Regions from separate parts of the Mus musculus genome. Here regions 1 and 2 are each linked to region 3. The links are chromatin contacts, called in public Hi-C and capture Hi-C maps. All regions are on one chromosome and are shown on one strand. The core of a region is the stretch at or near the end of the contact, and the rest is flanking DNA. Distances in the headings are between cores, read along the strand shown. Region 1 has its middle 100 kb from the start of Gcnt1. Region 2 has its middle 79 kb from the start of Gcnt1. Region 3 overlaps Prune2 (prune homolog 2).

Evidence for each region. A called contact is a pair of places that touch in the nucleus more often than the background predicts. Capture Hi-C pulls out chosen DNA fragments and counts their contacts.
Region 1: a capture Hi-C map of bone marrow-derived macrophages shows a contact between it and region 3, with 4 times the contacts expected there. A contact is called at or near these places in 18 of 484 Hi-C or Micro-C datasets (B cells, CD4 T cells, CD8 T cells and 12 more), 7 of 130 datasets of targeted methods (CD8 T cells, Th17 cells, bone marrow-derived dendritic cells and 4 more) and 1 of 9 other capture datasets (bone marrow-derived macrophages).
Region 2: a Hi-C map of granulocyte-monocyte progenitors shows a contact between it and region 3, with 2.8 times the contacts expected there. A contact is called at or near these places in 1 of 39 promoter capture datasets (the 3T3-L1 cell line), 19 of 484 Hi-C or Micro-C datasets (CD8 T cells, the HPC-5 cell line, Th1 cells and 13 more), 9 of 130 datasets of targeted methods (CD8 T cells, Th17 cells, bone marrow-derived dendritic cells and 5 more) and 1 of 9 other capture datasets (bone marrow-derived macrophages).

What each region holds. Positions count from the first base shown.
Region 1 is chr19:17,251,489-17,255,505 of GRCm38.p6, forward strand. No RefSeq gene overlaps it. Among named protein-coding and RNA genes, the nearest start is that of Gcnt1, 100 kb to the right of the region's middle.
Region 2 is chr19:17,276,161-17,279,994 of GRCm38.p6, forward strand. No RefSeq gene overlaps it. Among named protein-coding and RNA genes, the nearest start is that of Gcnt1, 79 kb to the right of the region's middle.
Region 3 is chr19:17,164,553-17,169,017 of GRCm38.p6, forward strand. It overlaps Prune2 (prune homolog 2), which reads left to right. Exons shown (of 20, transcript NM_181348.4): 10 at 3,711-3,790. Among named protein-coding and RNA genes, the nearest start is that of Gcnt1, 190 kb to the right of the region's middle.

The DNA of each region.
Region 1 (4,017 bases), core at 328-2,827, 87 kb after region 3:
CTCTGTCTTTTCCTGGGACTCCTAACAGTGGGAGCGAGGGCTGTCTCAGGCTCTTTTCTTTCCTCTTGTTGTGTTGCCTTGTCCAGCCTTAGCATAGGGGGAAGTGCCTGGTCTTACTGCGGCTTAACATGGCACGGTTGACTGAAATTTTACTTTTTTTACATTCAAGAAGTTCCTGAGACTAAAATGAGAAAAGAAATTCAGAACTCTCATGTCTCCTTTCACTTTCAATCTCAGAAATGAAATAGAATCACCCCTCGACTAAGGCGAAATTCACCCTCAGCTTGGAAGCCCTTTCGTTGCTCTTCTGGGTTACAAGCCAGGAAGATTTGGTGTTTTGAGATAAAAGCTTGCAGATCCCAGGTGGATCTCAAACCTGCTTTGTAGTCCTGGATCACCGTGAGCTTCTGATTCTCCTGCCTCCGCCTCTGGATGCTGGGATCACCGGCATGCAACACCACATCTGTATATGCAATATGGAGGACTGAAGGCAGGGCTTTGTGTGTGCCTGGCAAGCAAACTGTTAACCAAGTTACACCCCCAGGCCTGGGGACAGTCAGTCTTGCTTTCACAGTAATGGGACAGACAAGTGTGGGGAAAGCTTAGCAATTGAGGGCCCCTCTTAACTTGAGCTACATACACACATCTTTACCAACAATGCACTTAGCAATTTAAAACCCCCACGTGTGTCAAGCAGCACACACACACACACACACACACACACACACACACACACACACACATACACACACAGAGAGACCAAAACAAAGCACTCAGGACACTTTGACCTATAGTGCTTGCTGACACCCAAAAACTCCCCTTTTTATAGCCAAACACTTCCTGAAGCATCCTGGAATAGGGTGCGTAGGTTACTCTAGCCTGGGCTAGTTTTGGACACATGCACAGTAAAGAAAACTATGTCTTGTGAATGAACTTTTAGGGAAAATCGAATTATCATTGCTATGCTATTGTCAGTGACTACCCCAAGAGCCAAGCAACTGTCACCTTGGAGAGCTCAGCTCTGCCCTCTTGTCAAAGGATAATCCTAGCCGGAGTTAGCCATTTACACCCTCTCATGGAGGGGTGGGGAGGGTCACCAGACCCTCATCTGAGTATCTAACTGCTCCCAACCACCTATTGTACACAATTCCACCTTAATTGCTTGTGGCTTCTGGAAGGGACTGTAGAGTATACAGTCAGGGAATGGGATAGTGGGGGTTAGAGGACTCTGTCTATGTGGCTCCAGGGAAGCCCTCATTCCTGCAGGATAAAAGCTTTCCATGTCTTTCCTGTGGCAGGGAAGAACACTCACCTCCCCCCGCAGTTAACTCACAGAGCAAACTTTGGAAAAATTGTACCTCTGTCACTAGGACCTTACAAGGAGGGATTTATGTCATTTGTGTTTCTCCCTGGGAAAGAACTCTAGCAGCATTTTCCTATGCATGGTTGTGCAAGAATATTATTAAAATAAGATGCATCATGGAGGAAAGACCGTTTCAGTGAACAAAGGTCACCATAACTGAAGCCTGTCAATCAAGACAGAAGACCACGCATATTCAGTGCCTAGCAAGCAACGCCTGGACCCACAAAGAGGAAGCTCTGGCCAGGATCCAGAGCTCCTGAGGAAGTCTTGGTGCTTTCTTGCAGAGAATCTTGCCTAGGTTCTTGTTTGCTTCCAAATAAAAACCCTTGCTATTGTGCACACACACTTTTTGTGTGTTTCTTCAGTTCTTTGAATGGGACCCCAAGAATCTAGAAATATCTGGTCTAAACAGAGACCACCAGTAAAACAGTAGAAGTGCTCCAAGTTCTGTAAGGCAGTAAATTTAAAAAGGAAAAGAATAAGAAAAAAGAAAAACAGGAAAAAAATGAGAAAAGTTTTAAAAGACACCTGTTTTCTCTTTTAGGGAATAAGTTTCTTTTTAACTTATCAAAAGCACCCCAGTAACCAAGCCTTCGAGGATCCAGTGTTCCCTCAACAGTTGCTTTTAATCTGCCTGTACCTTTGTGGCATAAGGGCATCTCATTATTATTATTATTATTATTATTATTATTATTATTATTATTATTAAACTTTTTACAGTCATTACATTATTACCCCTCCTCCCAGTCCACCCTCTGACTGTTTCTCATCCCATATCTCCTCTCCCATCTCCAAGGGGATGTCCCCAGCCCCCCACCCCCACCCCACCAGACCTCTTCACTCCGCGGGGCCTCAAGCCTCTCCAGGGGTTAGGTGCTTCTTCTCCCACTGAGGCCAGACCCGGCAGTCCTCTGCTGTATATGTGTTGGGGGCCTCATATCAGCTGGTTGTATGCTGCCTGGTTGGTCACTCAGTGTCTGAGAGATCTCAGGGGTCCAGGTTAGTTGAGACTGCTAGTCTTCCTATGGGGTCGCCCTCAGCATCTCAATTTGAAGAAGAATTTCTTATGCACCTGGGGCAAACTGGAGGCAAACTGGAAAGAGCAAAACAAAGACAGTATGGGCTCAAGGGAAAAGAAACTACACAGAGGCTGTGAAGTTCTTTCTCAGACCCTTGAAGATCTGCAGCCTTTCCATCACTCTCTTTTTCCCATACATCTCCTTTACCTGCCAATCAAGTCAGGAGCAAAGATGAAAAGTGCTCTCTCCTTGCAATCCTTGATGTTAATGTTTTAACGTACTAAATATGTTCTATGATCTTTTCCCCATACATCTCTGCTTGCACAATGCTGACATTCTTCCCCTAATCACCAGCTTAGGACATTTGGTAGCACGAGTGACAGGAACATTTTAAATTCATGGGAAACACAAAACTCCCTTTGTGGGCATTGGTTTCAGCTGCCGCCTCGGGTAACAAAAGTTGAGCTAAGTTTTCCTTCTCCTTTCCTTAGCCATTGAGTCTCTGGCCAAGGTGCTATCGAGTAGCCTGGTGACCTGCAGGCCAAGGGAGAGAGGAGATGAATAGGCAAGCCAATGCACCAGCTGGAGAGTGGGACCGGATCACAGGAGACTGCTGCCTTTCCAAAGCAGACCAGCATTGGGCTCAAGGGCAGCCCTGCTTCCAAAGCTGGAGGCCCAGAGATCCACCTGTGCCTGGGTGGCAACAGGAGATGGCGACCATCACCTCACCCATTCTAATCTAAATGGAGCACAGGAAGAAGTCTGTGCTCCGTGTCTTCAGGACCTGGATTTAAGACCAACTAGCCTGGAACATTCCTCCCTTATGCTCAGAGGTCGGTCAGTCAGCCTCACTCAGATCCTTCTGGAGTCAGAGGCACCATTCCACAGTGAGCACATGTTAGCCTGTGTCAGACTCTGGGTTGCATCCCCAGCTCCTCAATTAAAACTACGCCAAACAAATAAACAAACAAACAAACAAACAGACAGGCAGACAACTCACCCAAATCTTGTGTGTGCACCTGAAGGAATTTAACTTCTCTGTGACCCTCAATATCTTAATCTCCAAGTTAGGGCTAATATCATCACCTTCCTTTATTGGCTTTCAGAGAGAAAGCGGTGAGAACATATGTGGAGTTCTCTGACAGCTCGAGGCACATAGAGCTTGGTAAGAAGGACAGGAGAGTTGTTGTTTTAAAGGGCAAGTTATTACCCAAAGTCTGGCTTCGGGTATTGGCACAGAGAAGTGGCTCATTTTCTTCATAGACCTCAGATCTGAGTGGGAGCTACAGCCTGGGGTCACGAGCACATAGAGCCACATGTCACCCTTCATCTGTGACATTTTCTCTTCCTTTGCCTGTTCCCCTCTCTAGACAACCATCTCTCGTTTCCTCTTCTCCATAGACTCCAGCACCTCCACTCTTTCCTTACCTAAAATTTTGAAAAGTCTTGGGATTCTGAGAGAAATTGCTTCTCCAAGGCAAGGAAGCTAATTGATCAGTTACTCTCTAAGCTGCCTTGGAAACTGAGGTACAATTATCCTTTTCTCTATATGTGTTTGATAGAAGACAGGGTATTACTAAACACTCTATAATACCCAAAGTAAGCCACAAAGAACTATCCTACCCAAAATACCTA
Region 2 (3,834 bases), core at 1,156-3,655, 110 kb after region 3:
GAAGGAACGAAGTGTCCACACTTTGGACTTCCTTCTTCTTGATTTTCATGTGTTTTGCAAATTGTATCTTGGGCATTCTAACATTCTGTGTTAGAATACATTTCATCATCATTAGTTGGTGGCTTATGATTGGCTGAGGCAATCACTTGATAGAAATAATGACACTTTCATTTATTTGCAGCTTAGGCAAGGCCAAGATCCCTTAAAGGTATAGCTGGTTTTGCTTGATTCTCAATGTTTTAGACATTCTCTATCTCAATTCTGCTATATCAAGTTCCTGCTGAGACTCATCCTTTCAACAAGCTAAGAGTGAAACTCTATAGCATAGCATTACTGTCCAAAGCAACTGTCAGATAGATGTAACTATCAACAGGCACTCTGAAAGGCAGAGATCTGAGGCCACCTATCAACCGCATAACCCATGCTGCTTTCTTGATTTACATGATCCTGGAGTTAGTCATTTGACAGGCTAGTGGCTCTTGAAGTTCTCGGGAGACTCCAATGCACCAGGCTAGTGATCAGAATAATGGTCAGGTGATTAATAGCCAAGGGTTGAAAATTCATAGCAAAATTAGAGGAAATGCTAGTTCTTGAAGGCAGTCTCGGCTTGTGGCAACAGCTGCTAACTTACCAACAGCAACTTTTTGTGAAGAAAAGCCTAAACTCCTTGTTAAAAATGTTAAGCTATAATTCCATATCAGAGCCTATTGCTTTGCTTGAAGAAAGTCAGAGTTTCATTCAGTGCAAACCAAAGAAAAGCAAAGGCGTGAATTCAGGACAAACTGTAATCTCACTCTTTGAGTCTAAGGAGCCCCAAGCAGCTATAAAAGGGAGTCTTAGATTTGAATTAGAAGCATCTTTAAGACGTTTTAAAAGTGAACACAAAAGCTTCAGTCTGATAGATTTTTCTAGCTTACAGTGTGAATGTCTTGGGTCACAAGTGAGCTCTGATTGGCAATGGGAACGGGAACTATCCCCACATGATCTGTTGTACAGATGAACCCCAATATTTTTTAGTTTTGTTTTCCCTCTCTCTCTTTTAATGACTTATTTATTTTCATTTTATGTTTGTGCATTTTGTCTGTATGTGTGTGTGTGTGTGTGTATGTGTGTGTGTGTGTGTGTGTGTGTGTGTGTGTGTGTGTGTGTGTGTGTGTGTGTGTGATACATGCATGCTTTGTGCCTAAGGAGGCCAGGGTTGAAAATTCAGAGCAAAATTGGAGTGTTGGAATACATCTCATCATCATTACTTCCTCCCCTCTCCTCTCCTCTCCTCTCCTCTCCTCTCCTCTCCTCTCCTCTCCTCTCCTCTCCTCTCCTCTCCTCTCCTCTCCTCTCCTCTCCTCTCCTCTCCTCTCCTCTCCTCTCCTCTCCTCTCCTCTCCTCTCTTCCCCTCCCCTCCCCTCCCCTCCCCTGTCCTCCCCTCCCCTGTCCTCCCCTCCCCTGTCCTCCCCTCCCCTGTCCTCCCCTGTCCTCCCCTGTCCTCCCCTCCCCTCCCCTCCCCTGTCCTCCCCTTTCCTCCCCTTTCCTCTCCTTTCCTCTCCTTTCCTCTCCTTTCCTCTCCTTTCCTTTCCTTTCTTTTTTTTTTTTTTTTTTTTTTTTTTTTTTTCTTTCCGATAGGCTCTAAGGATGCTGGCACAATTAGGCCTCAACTCCTGGGTTCGAATGATTCTCCCACCACAGCCTTCTGAGTAACTGAGACCACAGACATGAGCCGCCTGCCACACATCACACGGTTCCCTATTTAACAACAGATTTGGAGTTTTAACCTGTTCTCAAGCTAACTAGCAATATGTGTGACAATATTCTCAAGTGATGCTGAGCAGTAGCAGTCAGCCAGGAGAGGAAACTGCCTATACCATGGCCAGCATATTAGATGTATCCAAGGTGTTTTCACGCTTAGGACATGTTTAGTTTATACTATGTTTATCGGGCTATATCAGAGGGTTTGAAGCTGCTTTTCCTAAAAGGCCTGCAGGATGTGCTACCTTAAACCTTGGGACACAGGCTGGGCTATAGCTCAGTTAGTCAAGTGCGTGCCCAGTGTACAGAAAACTTTCCATTCCTTTCCCAGCCCTGCATAAGCTTAGCATGGTGGTTCATACCTAGCATTCCAGGGATCCCGGAAGTAAAAGCTGGAGGACCGGAAGTTCAAAGTCAGCCTTTGCCGCATGAACCCGAGACCAGCCTGAGCTACAGAAGACACTATCAAGGAAAAAAAAATTAGTAAACAAAACCAAATTACTGTTCAGCTCTGCACATCAGGAGTTTACTATGTCTGAGTGTTCACCTGGAACTGATAATCCTCTTCCTTCAAGGCTGAAGTCATAAGCAACAGGTCACCAGCTTCCATCTTGCCTAACGTCCGGTTGTAAACCACCCAAACAAAGGCTAGATGTTTCTAGTCAATGCCTTAAACCTCAAAGAGGAACAAGTCATTGCTGTAATAGTGTTCTTTTCCCTTCCAGGCATGCTCACCCTCTGAGTCATTCTCTCTTGCATGCACACCTGGGACCTCAGAAACAACAGATCTGATCAAGAAGTGTCTTCTAGCAGTTATCAAAACTAACCTACAAACAGCACTAAATTGAACATGGTGGACAGAGAGAAAGATGAGAGATAGTCCTACAAAGACTATTAGACCACACATGCTTCCAGCCAGCACCTAGCTTTCCTTCTTCCCCTATATGATGCAAGCACCGTTACCAGCACCTCAAGGACAGAACGGAAGATATTGGTCTCTATTTCCTTTCCCAGCATAGCTGGGTTAAATTAAATTCCTTGACTTCACCAAAATTTCTTCTGAAGTGGGTGAAGGATCATGGTCTGTTAGAACACACACACATACACACACACACACACACACACACACACACACACACACACACACACACACCTGGCTCTGGTCTTGGACTCTGGTACACTAAGTCAAAGGCCATTGTACATTGAACAGCATCTTCAGTGACCATTTTGAAGTTGAAGCCCTCCCAGCCTCAGATTGTAAAGCTAATGTTTAAAATCAATTAGCTATAAACCAGGAGTGGTGGCATATGCACATATAGCTAGCACTTAGAAAGCTGTGGCAAGTTTGAGGCCAACTTGTGCACATAGCAGGATTCTGTTTTGAAAGCAAATGAGACTAGAATTTGATAATGATAAACTTTGACTTTCCATCTTGTGGGAGGACCAAGGATGGAAGTATGAGGTAAGAGGTGATGGAGTCACATGACGAATCCTGGGAAATCTGACTCCAGAGACCAGCATTAGAATGTAGATGATCTGAGTTTCTTGCTCAGTCCATAAGCATATATACAGAATTTGAATCAATCTGAAGCCCCTAAATCCTTGGCCAATCGTATGAGCCAATCCCAAGCCTCCAAACCCTTGGCCAATTGTATCTCGCCATCCAATGAAAGCCCTGCCTAATGAGACAACTCATAAGGTATGGGGGAGCATCCTCACCTGTGAGGACTTCTATGAGGATCAGGGAAGCGGTCGCTGCCCTATCCTTGGTTCATTTTTGCTGTCTCACTAGAGTGCCAGGAACCATCTTAGATCTAATGCCATGTGCTGCAGATCAGGACTCTTGGAGGAGTCACAGAGCCTAATGTGCCTTACTCTCCAGCCACTTTTTCCATCACAAGGCTGCCTTCCATGTCCCTCACACCATCTAGATAAATCTTGTCTATAGTCACTCCTATTTTGATCCAAAATAATCATTGTTATTTCTTATAAAATTACCCAAGTTTCATTTAGCTTGTCATGATTATAGAGAGACAGCAAAATAATTGCTATATATGTATTTTTTAAAAAATTATTTTTAGTTTCTTTGTA
Region 3 (4,465 bases), core at 694-3,193:
GGCTCTGGCAGAGCCTCTCAGGGGACAGCCATACCAGGCTCCTGTCAGCAAGCGCTTCTTGTCATCAGCAATAGTGTCTGTGTTTGGTGTCTGTATATGGGATGGATCCCTAGGTGAGGCAGTCTCTGGATGGCCTTTTCTTCAGTCTCTACTCCACTCTTTGTCCCTACATTTCCTTTAGACAGGAACAATTCTATGTTAATATTTTGGAGATGGGTGGGTGGCCCCATCCCTCAATGGGGGGCCATGTCTAATGTATGGATACGGTCTCTACAGGTTCTCTCTCCCCTTTGTTGGGTATTCCAGCTAATGTCACCCCTGTTGGGTCCTGGGAGCCTCTTGCCTTCCTAGCATCTACGACTTTCTAGTGGCTACCCCCAGTTATTTCTTAACTGTAAGGACACTTGAAACTCAGACAATGCTTTATTGTTTACAGGAAGGTCCATGTGCATTGTGCTTTATTCTTTCTAGGAGGTCTTGTTTGTGTTGGGTTTATTCCCCATAGCCTGGGATGTTGAATATTTATCATCTCTCTTTAAAACTCTTAAAACTGGAAGCCCATTTTCTCAGTCAACCAGCCCATCAATGGTTAAGGGAACCACAACTCACAACCCTGACCTCATATTCAGAACTTCTGCAGTTACTTCATTGTCTTACTGGTGAATCACAGAACTCATAAACCCCACAAAATTTAGGTGGATACTCTGTCACATTTAAAGCCCTCCCGTACCTGTTTTGAGTTGGGGGCCTGCACATTCATGTTCACTGTCAAGTGGACTTTCTGACATCTGTTGTGAGCTCAGTGTGATGGTCAGGAGGAATCTGGGGGCTCTTTATTCATTGATTTGAAGATTGACTCTTGGACCGAAGGCTAGAGAAACTGTGTGTATGTGTTCAGGGTCTTCTGTGTAATATTTACTAGGTGTTTACCCTCCTGGGTACTGCAGATATAACAGCGATTAAGATAGATTTGATGGCTTCACATAGAGAAAACGCTTAGGTTGGAGAGCAAAATTTGGTACATTGATGATAGGTGTGGTGGCTTCTGTCATCACGCATATTGAAGAATTGACACATTCTCCTCTTACTGGTGAGGAAACAGAATGATAAGATGAAATGATATGTGTTGTAGCACACAGGAAGTGATTTAATTTAGTTGCTTTGTTTTAATTTTGTTCTTTTGTTCTTGAGAAATAGTCTCATGTACCTGCCCTGGTCCCAGTCTCCTTATGTAGCTGAAGTTGGCACTGGTCCTCTTGTCTCCACCTCCCAAGTGCCGAGATAACAGTCATGTGCCACCACACCCAGATTAATCTCAGTTTTGACTGTAACTGCTCTTAGCAGCCTTTTTCTACAAGACAGGTAGCTAGATTTAATGCTAAGGAGAATCACACGGATGGATTGAGACAACAGTGTGTGTGTATGTGTGTGTGTGTGTGTGTGTGTGTGTGTGTGTGTGTGTGTGTGTGTGTGTGTGTGTGTGTGTATGAGTGTGTGGGTGTGTTATAGAACAAACTATACTATCCTGAGAAATCAGGAATCTGTGCCTCTGAGGATTTTCAAAACCAGGGCCTGGAGGCCAGGCCGAGGGCTTGCTGGTTAAGCAGGGAAACTAGAGTTTGCATTCCAGTACCTGCATAAAAACCTGGGCTATCACTCACACCCCCAGAGTAAAGACAGAAGGATTGCACAGCTGCCAGACTCATTGCCATTCATGAGCTCCAGGTTCACTGAGAAGCCCTATCTCAGAGGAACAAGGAAGAGACCAACAGAGCAGGACACTGAGTGCCCTCCCCTGGCCTGCACGTGTTCACGTGTAACTAGAGAGTGAATGTAGGGCCTTTCACATACCAGACAGGCACTCTGCTACAGAACGGTATCTCCCAGCTTTGCCCACTGTCCCTCAGCTCTGGTGCAGCATCAGTTTTAGGGAACACATCGACTCAAAGCCACAGATTTTGTAAAGAGACACTCCCTATGTTAGTCAGCTTCCCGTTGCTGACAAGACAGTTGAATGATCAACTTAAAAAGAGGAAGGAATTATATTTGACTGACTGTCGTGTCAGAAGTTTCAGTCTATGATAGTTGGGTCATGCTGCATTTGAGCCTATGGTGAGGTGGAATATCACGGCAGCAGTGAGTTACAGAGCATAGCTATCACAGCCAGGAAACAGAGACCTGAGGCAGTGTCCCAATATTTCTTCAATGTTATTCCCAATGACGTACCTTCTTGCTAGTAGGCCTGTCCTCCTATAGATTCTACACCTTCTAGGAGTGCTATAGCCTGGAAACCAGACCTTTACATTTGGGCCTTTGGGTATGTTTAAAACTTGCTGGTGCTGTGTTTTAGAAGGGTCTATGGAGATGCTGGGGAAGACATCGGCCACTGTAGAGCTATATGGAGCACTGTGCATTGGTTCGACTCCATCCTTCTATCTCCACAAGGAAGAGGTTAAGGGTTCTGGTCTACTCTAGTCTCAGCGCATAGTAGACCGTCAGTGCATATTTGTTCAATAAACAGAGCTAGTCTCCCTATTACCAGAGGCTGAGAACCTTTTTTTTTGTCACCTCAGTGATTTGTCAATGACCAGTGGACTTAGCCTGACTCCTTCAGAAATTGATGAAACTCTCAGTGTTTGGTAGGTCCAGACTGGCATGGAGAAAAGGCTCATTGATAAGGGATGAGACCTAATTTTAGAAGTAGAATAAAAAGGTGACCTATGTCAACTTGGATTCATGCCTACGTCTGAAGATTTACCATAAGGGATTAAAATGTCATGGAAGCCAATAAGAGAGATATAAGACCATGATAAGTGAACATTTACTGAACAACGTCCAGAGAATAAAAATGAAGGGAAATTCATGGTTTACAACCACCAGCTTCCTAGAAGAACATACACATTTGTCCAGTTCTCTGTTTTCCCAGTTTTCTTTTGCAGAGGAAGGTGACACAGGGGCTGGGCTCAGCTCTGAGCAGAGACAGGAGGATCATTTTCACTAACACATAGCGACAAAGAACCTTCAAATATTCAACAGCAGGGAGGGAAAGACTGTCAGTTCTGACTTCTCAGGGATGTGAGGCCTTTACTTCTCATTGCTTCGCCTTTCAATAACTGAGCAAGATAGGTTGTACATCCCTAATTTATAAGTTTAAAAGGTAAGGCTGGTGGAGTACCACGACCTTGGCCCATGTGACTGAGGTATTAGGCCCATGTTTATAGGAAGAGAACGGGCCAATACTCGGATCTGTCTACTCTAAAGCACACCTGTTGCATTTCATGTTGAAAAAAAATGCATGCTTTATGTCCATTGCGATGAGTTAGCTCTTTGCACTTTCTCTTTCTGAAGTCTTACCGGGTTTGTATTTGCTTGTGAGAGATGAGACAAGTGGCCATTGTACACAGCCAAACTGCTGTTCAGGGTGTCAATGAAATTGACATTTGTGGTTCTCATTCACAGTGACTCACTGCATTTGGGGCCATGTAACAATGGGCTCCGCTCACATACTTGCCTTATTTCAAATCAGTTGAAATGTTTATCCTCTATTCTCTGTTTATTCGTTTTAAAGATGATAAAACATGTGCGCGCATGCGCACCTGTGATGTGTGTGTGTGTGTGTGTGTGTGTGTGTGTGTGTGTGTGTGGTGTGTGTGTGTGTGTATAGAGGGTGTGCATGTGTGTTTAATGCTCTTCTTCTTGCTTCTTTTCAGACCCCCGTCAGAGGATGAAGGAATGGATATCCACTTCGAGGAGGGAGTGCTGAGTCCCAGTGCCGCAGACATGAGGCCCGGTGAGAGAAACGTCTGCTCATTTTACTCATGGCCTGCTCCGCGCAGACATTATTATTCAGTGAGAGGACCACATCCCGTGCATCTGCTTGTGATGTCAGTGACAAAAGTAAAGAGAGGGAGAAAATGTGTGAGAGAAAGGTGTCAGGCCTGGGTTGGTTAATTTAAGAGCTGACTTAAACATCTGTGTGCTCACAGTTATATGAGCCACAGCGTGTGATCTCCTGGGCCTGTCCTTATCTGCCTGTAATTGGCTGCCATTTATTACCAACTTACAGACTATGCCTATATTCAGTAACAGATATATAATTATATGGGTGATTAATATGGGAAATAGTTTAACAAGAATGCTCTGTGTCCTAACTGTAAAAAGCCAAACTGGAGCTGAAGGTGTATCTGTTATCTGTTCATCTAGCATTCACAGAGCCCAGTTTGAAACTCAGCATCACACACACACACCATCACCACCACCACCACTACCACCACCACCACCACCACTACCACCACCACCACCAACACCACCACCACCACCACCACCACCACTACCACCACCACCAACACCAACACCCAAAATTTTACTTTATAAGGGTTTAAATTCAAGGAAAAAATGAATTATAAACAAATAGGAGTTCTAACCTCTCACTTCTAACCTACATGGTTCTCACTTTATAGTAACG